Linked DNA regions of Triticum aestivum: region 1 is linked to region 2. A link is a contact called in public Hi-C data. All regions are on one chromosome and are shown on one strand. Each heading gives the region's core, a stretch centred on a gene start, on an enhancer-like site or on the middle of the called end of the contact. The rest is flanking DNA. Distances are from core to core; before and after follow the strand shown. Region 1 has its middle 21 kb from the start of LOC123131016. Region 2 holds the start of LOC123128468 (5'-adenylylsulfate reductase-like 3).

Region 1 (6,080 bases), core at 691-3,190, 180 kb after region 2:
ACCGGCTTTGCTAGCTATTGTAACTAATCATTAGAATAAGCTCCCACGTACCCAAGTATGGTTGCCATTATAACCTTGTCCTGAATAGCTGTTGCCCAAATTCATATTCTTGAGGAAAGAGGTTTGACGTGTTAGAACTGCATATGTATTGCCTATGTTCCCAAAGTTGCGGATGTTGGAACTAGGAGTTTGGGTTTTTTTCCTGCTCCTGATGATTCAGCAAATGAGCAAAAGGCCTCGTTCTTTTCCTTTGTATCCATGCATCACTTTTATGAACTTGTTCGGCGTCGTTACTCATTACGCGATTTCCTCGGTCCTTTTGCTCCACTTTACTGCTCAGGGAAGAGTAAAAATCTGTTGGGTTTTCTGAAGATAGTAGGGTTACAAATTTGCACACGCTTGCATGAACAGAGTCCAGAGAGAAAAAAATTGCAGATTACACTAGCATAACTTGTGAACTTCCCACTCTTTTGTACTAAAACTAAACTTACATACACAGGTACTACTACGTAGTAAGTTGCTCGATCGAGTGGCACACACACACAGTTGAGCATCAGGCAAAAGTGCTCCGGCGTACGTGCTGGCTGCTGGTCAGGCGAGGAGCTTGCGCGACTCGGCGTACCATCGCGTGTAGCAGCGCTCGAGGTTGGGCCAGTCGGTGTCCGGGCAGGCGGCGAAGTGGTGCAGCCACAGCGCCAGGGCCTCCTCCTGCTGCTCCCACCGCAGCTTCTCGATCAGCTCCTCCAGCACCGTCACCATCTCCGCCCTCTCCCTGCCGCTCAGCACCGGCGCGTCCGTCCCGTTGCTGCCGCGGCAGAGCAGCGGCAGCCACGACCGCAGCATCGCCATCCGCTGCTCCGCCACGGCCGCCTTGCCCTCCTCCTGCTCGAACTCCGCCGCGTTGGCGTGCCTCAACAGGAACACTGCACCGACAGCCAATGGCGTCCGCGTGCGTGAGAGTGCATCTTCTTCTCATAATAGTTTTAATTTCTCAAGGAAGAAGATGGTTTGCACGTAGTACGTAGACGTACCAGCCAGCCGGAGCAGCGCGACCTGCAGCGTGGGCTCGGCGACGAGCGCGCGGCTGCCGAGGCGCGACGCGGCGCCGAACTGCACGGCGGCCTCGCGCGCCGCGCCGCACTCGGCCATCTTCTGCCCGAGCCACAGCAGCTCGGCGGCGAGCTTCTCGGCCGCGGGGCCGCCGAACGCGTCGTTGCCTTCCAGCGCGGCCACGGTGGGCCTCCACCACCGCACCCCGGACCTGACCGCGCGCACGGCCAGCTCCATCCCGGGCGGGCCCCACTCGCCGCCCGCCGACGCCTCCAGCTGCCCCAGCGTGCGCTCGAACGCGCCGGCCAGCGCGGCGCGGGTCACGGCGGCGACCCGCGCGCCCACGTTGTTCTCGTCGAGCAGCCGCTCCGCGAGCCCGCGCACGAGCTCGTACTTGCGGGAGGCGACGGGGAGCCGGGATGCGACCCAGAGCACGTGCCCGAGCGCGCGCTCCACGCAGGTGGACGCCACGGCGGCGGTGGCCCCCGCGCCCGCGCGGTCCCCGCGCAGCGGCGGCGGCAGCGAGGGCGCGAGCGAGGGGGGCGGCGGCGGCGGCGGGGGCGAGAGCGCGGAGAGGAACGCGAAGAAGAGGGAGATGAAGGCCTGCGTGGCGAGCAGCGCGAGGCGGCGGAGCACGGACAGCGCGCGCGCCGCGGCCACGGGGAGCGGCAGGAGGAGTATCGTGGAGGTGGTGGTGCCATGCTCCCTGGACGACGGCGAGAAGGCCGAAAGGAAGCTGGCGGCGAGGGACACGAGCGGGTCCATGGGAGTCCGGAGCTGGTGCCGGCGCTGCTGCTGCGTCTCCATTGGACCGATCTCCAGAAGAAAGTGATCTGTGAGGTGCAAAAAACGAAGGCGTCTGCTTGCTTATCGAAGCCACTGCCCGAACAGCACACACCCAGGTCGCGCGTGCTCACACGGACGGACGCGCAGAGGGGGGAGGGGACAAACTGGAGGTCGCCGTCGGGCGACTCATCGGTGCAGTTTCCTTCGACCAACTGGCGTGAACCGGCGGTCTGGCGTCGAGCGTTTGTCCACGGGGGAGATCGTGGTTCAGTCGTTCGTGGCTCTTTTCTGGCAGTTTTTTACCGCCGAACCGTGGATATCTGTCTGGTGTTCAGTGACTTATCCTTCGCTTGTGGTCACGTTTCTACGGAGGCAGAGTGGTATGAGTTGAATTGCCAGTCGTTTTAGAATTTCTTGGTACATACAAGGAGTTGAGAAACCGTTATCACACGTTGCCGTATTGGATGGCACCAAGTAAAAGTTTTACAGCCTCAAAAACTTGGAGTGTTTCTTGCCACAGCAACTGGCCTAACAGTATCTCAGCGCGCCAGTTGTTTCTGCTGCACTCAGAAGATGCCAACATCTTCATGAATTTCACGCCAATTTTTTTTTATGAAACGCAAACAATGACACTACAGAAGCAAAGTGTTCAGTGTCTTTGCGACCAATTCTTCTCAAGGAGCAGAAGGGCTCTTTCCTTTACAGACTAGTTTGATCCCAAAATTTGACAAGTTGCGGGTTCCAGCTCCGCCAACAGAATCACCTCAGGTGTTTCTGTAGCCTTTTCTCTGCTGCAAGGGCTGTTTTGTTCTGCGGCTCCAAAGCTAAAGCATGCCTGAAATCTGTACACGCAAGGCAAGACCAATGAGATTGAGAAAAATGAATACCACTATTACAGAAACATAAGCTATGCTATTGCTGCCAACTAGTTTTACCAGAACATCTATAAATAAAATCACTCTACTCCTGGCTATTTCCTCGAAAAGAAAGTGAAATCAGTCAACTCAATGTTAAGCCTAGATGGCTACAATCGCCAGTTAAGCTGGCTTCAACCCTTTACCAGCTTTGCTTAGCGACCAGCAAGAGTATCATGAAAAACCCCACTGTTTCAATCAGATATATTAGTAAGAAATAATTGCATGCTAGAAAATTTCCACACCTTGCAGAGCTTCTTGGTAATTCAAAACACTTTCTTTTGCGGTACCTCGTCGTAGGTATGCTTTAACATTCTGAGGCAACAGCAGCATAAAGAGAAGAAATGTGAATATCTGATGTCACCATAAATAACAGCACAAGACGGTAGTGATATTTTGTAACCATGGAGAAGTGACTAACAAAAGGCCACTTACCTTTTTATCCAACAGTAAGGCCTGGTCGCAATCCGCTTCAGCTTGCTTGAAACTGCATAAGATTCAAAATGCATGAGCTTGAAAGTGCTGATTTCAGGGAATCGTGTTCAAAGGTAATGATATTGAAAGCATACCGTCCAAGTTCCAGATAAGCAGCTGCTCTATTGCAATAGTATGTCGCATTTGTGTCGTTCAATTTGATTGCCCCGGAATAGGATTCAATAGCTTTGCTCCATTGTTTTCTTTTGAAGGAATTATTTCCCTGTTAAGCAAACATAAAACCAAATTGTGGATTGCGCAAACCATGAACATGATTGAACACACGAAAGCTAGAATTTTTTTATTCTTTTTTTATTGTTATTTTCCAGTGCTTGGCAGTCAATGCACAATCTCCTTATATATTTATACTACTCAGGGTTTGGACTCACACTCGATACAGGATTAAAAAATTATCCGTGCTCACTGAGTACCAAGATCAGTGTATACAAATCAGTGTGTAGGACCAGATAGGAAACGGGCACAACTAACACAATCTTACACTGGCTGGCCCAACTTTCCTGAACTACCGCATAAAACTTGATTATTGCCAACAAGGAATGGCAAGGTGTCATTGTCAACGAAAAACTGATAAAGAAACAGGAACAACACAACCCTTAGCAACAAAATGTCAACATATCATTCATAAAAAATGAACATTTTAAACAGCTACGATGCATCAAAATCGCCATTGGTTACTGATGAGTGTGAACCTGGATGCCCAATTATGTGTTCTTGGATGGGAAAATACATACCCAAGGTAACATGATGAATGAATTCGTCTGATGCATGCACTGCTACAAATGTGAACGAGATATACCTTTTCTTTCAACAACTCTGATGTATCAACATCACGATCAATTACTGGTGGAAGTGCCAACTTGGATGCCAAAACTATTTGTTCTTGGACGGCTGAATACATATCCAAGATAGCACGAAGAAGGAACTTGTCTGATCCATGAGCTGCTACAAATGAAATAGATATAGGATGATCATTGTGATTTCCCAAGGGAACAGTGGCCTGCAGAAGTGAAGTGGGTCATGAATTGGTCGTAAATTTCGTAGGAAAAGAAAAGAACTACCTGAAAGCAGCTAAATAAACTACCTGGCAACAGCCTGAAAGTGCAGCAATGCTGACAAATGCGTACATTTTATCTTCAAATTCGGATGACAATCTCTGTTTAGAGTTCCTTTTCAAAGGGTGTCCAGCCATGGTTGGCAGAACTAAAATTCCAGTATCCTAAATGGCAACACATGAAAGAGTAAGCAGAAAAACTCCATGAACCTTTGATTCAAGCCAATGGCAAACTTTAAAATCTAGCACGAATGCTTATGGTGACACAATGTGTGATAATGGCACCTCACGCTATAAATTAAATAAATTGTCATTTAAAGAAACAGCTAAAACCAAATTAAATCACATAAAATTCCAGTGTTTCCCTTTTTTCCAATCTAACAAAGGCATGATTGTAATGGAATGCATAGAAAGATCCACTATCCCTTCCTTAACATAATCCAGTCCATGTAAGAATAGGTTGTTGTGAACCAGCGCCAACCTGACCACCAGGGTTCGACTACTGTGGGTCAAAAATTATTTCCCAGAGTGAATAGTGTCTGGGTCGTTCTTCTTTAAACAATGCCACCAGGAACTAGTAGTGCCTGGTTGGTCTAGTAAACACAGATTGTTGTTGTCCAAGTACCAAACAAATAACTCTGATGGTCACTAATTACTGCAGTATGATCTACAAGTTATATGGTAGCTGCTTATAACGGACCCCATAAAATCGGTATAGCTGAGTACATGTAGTTGCAACTGTGAGGGATAGTCAATAGCCAAAACAGTAGTCAAACCATCGCAAGCTGCAACTAAGGAGTCAAGTGGCAGAATACCTTTAGAAGATTCTTCAGTGCAGCTCGCCATTCAGTTCGTACAATGTACAAGGATTTGATGTTGTCGTCTGTGAAGTTTACAGCTTGTAGTACACGAGTAGATACTTCAAGGCCAAGCTTGGGTTTTACAGTGTTAACCCAATCCTCATGGTTTGCTTTGAATTCATATCTGAGTAGTTGATTGACATATAAATTTCGAGGTGATCAATTCATGTTCAACTACATCTTCAGATGCAACTGGCAAATAAAGAATAATCTGTACTACATCAACCCCTTGAATACTTTGCATGTATCCATCAAAAGTCCAAGGTACTCCCTCCATTCCTAAATATAAGTCTTTTTAGAGATTCTAATGTGGACATACGGAGCAAAATGAGTGAATCTACACTAAAATACATCTATATTCATCTTATGTAGTCTATATTCAAATCTCTAAAAAGACTTATATTTAGGAACGGAGGTAGTAATCTAACTGATTGCTGGAAAATAGTGCACTAGTAACTAGTGATAGCTGGTGCAAATGGAGCAGACAGACCACTCAGCACCAACAACAGGTTTGCTGTTAATCCCATGGAATCAATTATCACAGGGCTAAGGCCCACAACAATAAATCTAAATCAGCAAGCCAGCAGCCATGACTTCAGAAACTACTGTGACTGGTGGACACTATTCTTACTAGGATCTCACTAGTCACAACTAACTAGAATGTGTAAGGTACAATTTAACTACCTGAATACCTGAATTAATGGTCCTGCCCCAACTTAACACCGATGGCTGGACTCATTTAATACAAGATGAACCAGTAAACTAGCACTTCTATCATAAAGACCCAAGCAATTTGGCATGTCAAAGAATTCAAACTTAGGACTTCTTTACTCGTTAATTCAGGCCATAGAGAGGATACTAGTATGCGGTGATTCAACAAACTTCGATTAGGCTACAGAAATATACCAATGCTGGCATTACTGT
Region 2 (6,764 bases), core at 3,587-6,086:
CCATCATGTACCAAAAGTGAAAAATCATACTTTCCTTGTGAATGAATTCTGCCCTATCTTATTTCAGGATTGTTTGCCACTACCAACAGGCATACGCAGAATTAAGTTAACAAAAATCCATGTGTAGATTTACCATAAATATGTACTTAGAATCTTTTTGTACCTCATGAAAATTTAACATTAACTCTCTTGCTGTATGTTACTTTACTCTCTTGCTGCAGATGGTGTTTTCTTGGTTGAAGTAGACAGGCTCTTGAGGCCTGGTGGATACTTTGTTTGGACAACAAGTCTGAATACACACAGGGCCTTACGTGACAAAGAAAATCAAAAGAAATGGACAACCATCCGCGCCTTGGCTAATAACCTCTGTTGGGAGATGTTGTCACAACAAGATGAGACAAATGTGTGGAAAAAGACAAATAAAAGGGATTGTTACAGTTCAAGGTATTGAATTCTTTTATAACATGTTTCCGTCTTTCTCATGTATTGAATCTAAGGTTTGGAGGAATGATGATTTTGCACTCCTGTGTTATAGGAAATCCGAACCTATGCTTTGTGCTAAAAGTCATGATCCCGAATCACCATACTACAAACCACTAAATCCCTGTATAGCAGGAACAAGAAGTAAGCGTTGGATCCCCATTGAACATCGCACAGCATGGCCTTCTCAGGCTAGATTGAACTCAACAGAGCTTGATATACATGGTAAGTATCAGCATACACAATGGAAGTAGAAAGGTCACAAACAGATGGATGACACTGCTTAGATATGAGCATTTTTATTGAAAATGTTGTCTGTCTTCCAATTAAAACCTTCAAAATTGCCAGGTGTGAATTCAGAAGACTTTGGTGAGGATACTTCCACCTGGGACTCCATGGTGCGAAACTACTGGTCTTTATTGTCTCCACTTATATTTTCTGATCATCCAAAGAGACCTGGTGATGAGGAGCCACATCCACCATTTAACATGCTTAGGAATGTTCTGGATATGAATGCTCACTTTGGTGGATTTAATGCTGCTTTACTCAAGTCTGGAAAATCTGTATGGGTGATGAATGTTGTTCCTACAAATGCCCCGAACTATCTGCCACTTATTTTTGACCGTGGACTTATTGGGGTTCAACACGACTGGTAAGTATTTGCCCCTGAGTTTTTCCTTTCTGACCCCCCCCCCCCCCCCCCTTGTTTCAGGTGTATATCGAGTAATCGCCAACTTTCTATCATACTAAAAATCCACATTGTACGCCACATGTGCATGCGTATACAAGGCACAGCCATGACTCATAATTTTTATCGAATTACATCTTTTTAGCATGCTTATGCAAATTACATTTTTGTACAAGAATTATGTCTTTATCAGATGGGGATCACCACAATGTAAAATGTTACTCCCTCTGCCCCATAATGTAGTGCGTATAGATTTTCAGAAAAGTCAAACTAAGCAAACTTTGACCGAGTTTACACTATTTTTATATAGAATTCCAAACATATACAACATGAAAATATAATTGATGATGTATCCAATGATATGCATTTGGTGTTTAAATGTACATATTTTTGTCCATAAACATGGTCAAAGTTTGTAATGTTTGACTTTTGAAAAAATCTGTACGCACTACATTATGGAACGGCGGGAGTACCTTTTATAGTTCTTTCCTTGTGGATCTTCTGATCACTTTAACTGATAGAATGTCAAACATTTGTTCAGGTGTGAAGCATTTCCAACTTACCCGAGAACATATGATATGGTACATGCTGATGGCTTTCTATCACTTGAAAAGCGCCAAAAACGTAGATGTTCTACTCTTGACATATTCTTGGAAGTTGATCGCATCCTAAGACCAGAGGTAACCAAGTTTTGCTAATTTTACATTTATACTGATATAGGAACTGGATCGTTCAGTCATGAAACCCATATGTAGGTTCCTGTGGATTCTGATCAGTGGGCAATAACGGTGTCCTGTTGTGTGTTGGTGGTTCTAAAAGTAAAATAAAAAACGATTCATATGGCTCCATTCTAACAATTGTTGCTGCTTAACTATGCCATATGCAAGGAAGTTTAGTTTGGGATATCCACAAGATACATTAACTTTGCTTTAATTCCAAAAACTCCATTCTTCATTGCCTGGTCATTCACTATGGCCAAATTGCAAGAGTTATGTTTTTTCTATCTATAGGCTATGTGAACTCTACTATTGAAGAAGCGGCATTCAGTATTGCGTAAACTTAGGTCTGATGCACAAACATTCTCATTTACCTGATTTTAAGAAATTGTCTTTGTAAAGTACTCTGTGTAGTTTTGAATCAGGCTGTCTCTTGGACAAGTCTTGCACTCGCATATATCTATAACTTATATATAAATCAGTGCTTGCATTGACCATTAGATGATGAGTGTTCAATGTATTGTCTAAAATTATGTATTTATTTTATGCCTATGCAGGGCTGGATTATAATACGTGACACAGCCCCTCTTATTGAAGCTGCAAGATCTGTTGCTGCTCAGCTCAGATGGGATGCCCGTATATTGGATCTTGACATAGCTAGCGATGAAAAACTGTTGGTCTGTCAGAAGCCCTTTCTGAAAAAATAATGAGCATACCAGACACTGACACACGATTCAGAAATTGGAATTATTCTTTACCCCCAAAATACTGTTACACGTATTGTCCGAGAACAACTGGGAACAAATTTCAGTTGAAACACTGGAGGAATGGGTCAGCTAACTCGTCATGAATCATCATGGGTCGCAAGGTGCCATGAGACTGATCGGGCAAGTGCATGCTGCAGAGGACGACAGGCTTGGTGGCTAAGCTTTCCAGGCCAAGGTTTTACTGCCAAGAGACACGGTGATGAAGGCGGCAAAGTTAATTTTGTAGCAAAACCATATGTTTAATAAAGGGATGATGCTGCGGCGTACATAATCGCGGCCAATGTGTCACATAGGTATAATTCCATTTTTCTCCCTCTCCCTCATTGCATTCTCCTCCTCTGTAATGGTGCTCATTCATTTTTGTATCTTGTATGTAAAATTTGTTGGTATCTATACTGGCCACCCCCAGATTACAATATTTGTGAAATGAAGGTCAATATTTGAGATGAATGATAGGAAAGAGCAAAACGAAATTCTTCATATTAGATGTTTCCAATTCCACCTACATTTCTATTTGTGTCGATTTTGTGCATGTTCCACAGCATGGTATCTGTATTATTCAGGAACTACCTGCATTGGACAGCTACATATGGAACTTGCAGTTTTTCTTACAGATTCTAGTGCAAAATTCCCTGCAGCTATTTTGCACGCCGTTTTTGTGTGTGATTAGTTGCCCATAGACCATAGCCGAAGCTGCTTAGCTTTAGCTGCATGGGTGTTGCTGTACGATTTGAGCCCTCCCATGATTATACTTAGTACGCAGGGTGGAACGTCTAACTCATATCATAGTGTTCTCCAGCTGCCACGGACACCACATCATCAGCAAAGACAAACCGATGGCGATACGCCACCATAAATCCAAACGAATTGACACTGCCGATGCCATTGGCCCTTGATTCCATCCAATGTTTCTTTCATTCCTTGGCATCACAGGGTCAAACCCTGCGAAGGACGGACAAATTATCTCCTCGCAAGTCGTACTCCTGGGCTGGCAGAGCAACTCCCAAAGCAAATTCGGTTGCCGCTGTTTGTCCTGTGGCTGAAAGTTGAAACCGCTGGTGTTCCCGCAAAAAAAAAGAAAAAAAAGAAAAAGAAACCGCTGGTGTTAACAAAAGAAAGACTCGTCGCCTCCCGCTCTTGAAGCAAAATCGATCCACGCTTGTTTCTATCGGCCAGTTGGCTGGCACAATCTTGTTCGCGAGTGTGGTGACAGTGACGGGCCGTCTGAGGCCGGAGATGATTGGCCCATCCGCTCACTCACGCACTCGGTCACAGCCTCTCGCAGGGTTCGGCTCCACCCGCAGGCGCAACGAAATATTCCATCCACCATCTGGTACTGGCAGTACGAAATCTTAATAAGCAAGTCAATCCGGTCCGTTGCAGTTTATAGACCCAACGATAAGATTCTTTTGTGCACCAACAGAAAAGGTAATATTCCTTTTGGGGTCGATGCCGGAGCAAATCAATTTTTGTTCTCCACAAGTTTTGCCATAAGACGAGAGTAGCGGCAGCAAGTTGCGCATACATATATTCTCCTACGTCCAATTATCCGTGACACTGACCCAAAGCAAACCTTCTGCGTCAAAGACCTTTTCTTTTAAGGCTAGTCATAGTGGGAGTAACTTAGGTGAGTAACATAACACATTTCAAAACAATTTTGTTTATGTGACATAGAGTTAATGAGGAGAGAGATACTTGTGGTAACATAATATGTTACTAATTTAACATAACACACCTCGAGGTAATATGAGTCTACAGTATAATGAAGGCTTGCATGTTATCATCCATATCTTACTACCCATTACGAAGGTGATAACATAGACTAGTAATATATGTATGTTACCGGTCTAAGTTACTCCCCACTATGACCAGCCTAAAAGACGACAATATCTCACTGACAGGGTGGTCCCATAGTGACGGGTCATTGCGGGCCCACCGCGGCCTTCTTCATAGGTCCACGTGTGTCGTGATCGATTCTGTGGGTGTAGGCGCGTATTCATAAATATCGCGTCACCATGCCGCGGGGCTGCGAGACCAACCCCGTCACCGCGTGGCGGGCCCCGCACGTCATCCTCCGGATCCCGCGTCCCGGGGGCCAGCTCGCCCGGGCATCTCGTCCGTCCGATCGCGATCGGACTGCGGCCCGGCGCCCGCACCCGATAAAGCGACCCGCCTCGGCCTCACAACGCAAAGGGCTCCCAATCCCGCACGCCCAAACCAACCTCCGCCCGCACCCGTCGGCGCAGCGCAACCGAAAATCCCCGCGGCCGCCGCGCTCCCCCGGCGCCGAGCGCCAGCCGGCCAGCGCATGCGAGGAGCCCCCGGAGCCCGGATCTAGGGCGGGGGGACGCGTCCGTGCCAGGGCCCCATGGGCCGGGGGTCGCCGCGGTGGGCGGCGCTGCTGCTGCTGCTCCTCCTCCTCGCCGCCGCGGGGCTCTCCTCCGCGCATCCCGGGGCGTGCCCGGTGCCCGCCGCGGCGGAGGCCGTGCTCGGGCCTCCCAGCACCTGCTCGCCGCTGGATCGCCGCCTCGGCGACCCGGTCGGCGTCATCGAGGTGAGCTATCCCGACGCTTTTTTTTTTTGATAAAATATACAGCGGCGAATAGATTATTGACGGGGTGAAAGTTGGGGGTCGTGAAATTAGGGATTTTCTAGGTCCATACATGGTGTCAAGGGTGTGGATAGGTTCTTCTATCCTGTCAATTGGTTTATGCATTTTGGCAACCTGCACTGATAAGCTGCATATGCGTTAAGCTATGAGAAATTTCTCCTTAGGACCAAGCCAGCTTTGGGGGCGTTCTTGTAATACCCCTTTCTAATCAATGGATTCGGCAGCTCTCCTGCCAACATTGAGAAAAAAAAAGGACCAAGCCAGCTTTGTGTTTGGTTTGAAATTCCCTCCTCTGCCCCCTGTGCTCCTATAATAACACGTTGTCCTGAAGTGTTACTATGTTGTATCAATTGGTTTTGTGCCATGTCCCTAAAAAGCCACTTTCATATTTGTTTGGAATTCCCTGCAACTCCTGTTCCTATAGTAACATACTCTGCTGAAGTGTTATGCAGCTTATGCTATGTGTGTTGCATTATCTGTTTTTTGTGACATGTCACTTGCAGATAATCAGGGATACTATTGTGTGCTTCTTCCAATTTGGTCGCATCTTGTATCTTGGGGTTGGTCTGACTTAGAGAAAAAGAATATAAATAAAAACTTGGATGTAGTTTTCCATCCTTGTCTTTTGTTTTTTTCTCCTAAAATGTAGAGCTCAAAATTAGAACATAAAACATATTCTCCCTAACATGGCACCACGTTACATTTAAGTGAGTTAAAAATAATCTGACAACTAGTACTATATCTAACTAATTTTGTTATTTTTTTCTTTTATTGTGATGTAGTGCCTGTTTGTCCCTCCCTTCCTTCATTAGCACAAGGATATTCCATCTGTTGTACTTGTAGAATTGAAGCCGACTCTTAAATTTCTTTAACATTATATAGGGAGATGAGGCTACATTGGCGAGGGCAGTCAATCTTCTTTACTTGAACAAAGATGAGTACATTGCTGTACTTTTCTATGCCTCGTGGTGCCCGTTTTCACAAGAGTGCAAACCTAATTTCGAGAAGTTGGCTCACTTATTCCCAACTATTCGCCATTTTGCATTTGAGGAATCTGCAATTAGGCCAAGGTATGCCCGCCTTTGGACTGAAGAAAAATGTGTTCCTTAGTGTAATACACTACTGTTTGTTTTATGATGGAGTGTAACCTTTGCATTTGAAACTGCAGCATAATATCAAGATATGGAATTCATGGTTTTCCAACACTATTTCTCTTGAATTCAACAATGCGAGTGAGGTACCATGGACCTCGAACTGTTAAGCCACTAGCTGCTTTCTACAGTGATGTTTCAGGTGTGTAAATTGTTGCATACGGACTCTTTCTTCTTTTCCATTCTTTTTTGTATTCTATTTTTTTGGAGTGTGTTGTAGTTTTGCTTGCATGCTTACCAGAGTTCTTCATTGTATTGAGCAACTGAGCTACATGTTCGTATTTTTCCACCTATCTTGTGGTATGAGACATCTTTGTTCCAAACTAGTGTCTATGAGTCTCCTTGTGGTTG

What was found. Hi-C and Micro-C count contacts between places; a contact is called where the count stands out from the background.
Region 1: a Hi-C map of leaf shows a contact between it and region 2, with 4 times the contacts expected there. The contact joins the enhancer-like site here to the promoter of LOC123128468 in region 2. A contact is called at or near these places in 3 of 5 Hi-C or Micro-C datasets (all in leaf).

What each region holds. Positions count from the first base shown.
Region 1 is chr6A:557,070,766-557,076,845 of IWGSC CS RefSeq v2.1, forward strand. It overlaps the pseudogene LOC123128469. Among protein-coding and RNA genes, the nearest start is that of LOC123131016, 21 kb to the right of the region's middle. Within about 2 kb of position 1,941, at least 1 of the 8 cell types and tissues checked has an H3K27ac peak or open chromatin away from gene starts, as enhancers often do. A contact at or near this core is called in leaf, where this site is marked.
Region 2 is chr6A:556,890,822-556,897,585 of IWGSC CS RefSeq v2.1, forward strand. It overlaps LOC123128468 (5'-adenylylsulfate reductase-like 3), which reads left to right and starts at 4,837. Exons shown (of 4, transcript XM_044548476.1): 1 at 4,837-5,205; 2 at 6,145-6,332; 3 at 6,431-6,555. The coding sequence starts at 5,020. LOC123128467 (probable pectin methyltransferase QUA2) reads left to right here. Exons shown (of 8, transcript XM_044548475.1): 4 at 222-444; 5 at 536-705; 6 at 829-1,132; 7 at 1,710-1,848; 8 at 2,442-3,131. The coding sequence ends at 2,591.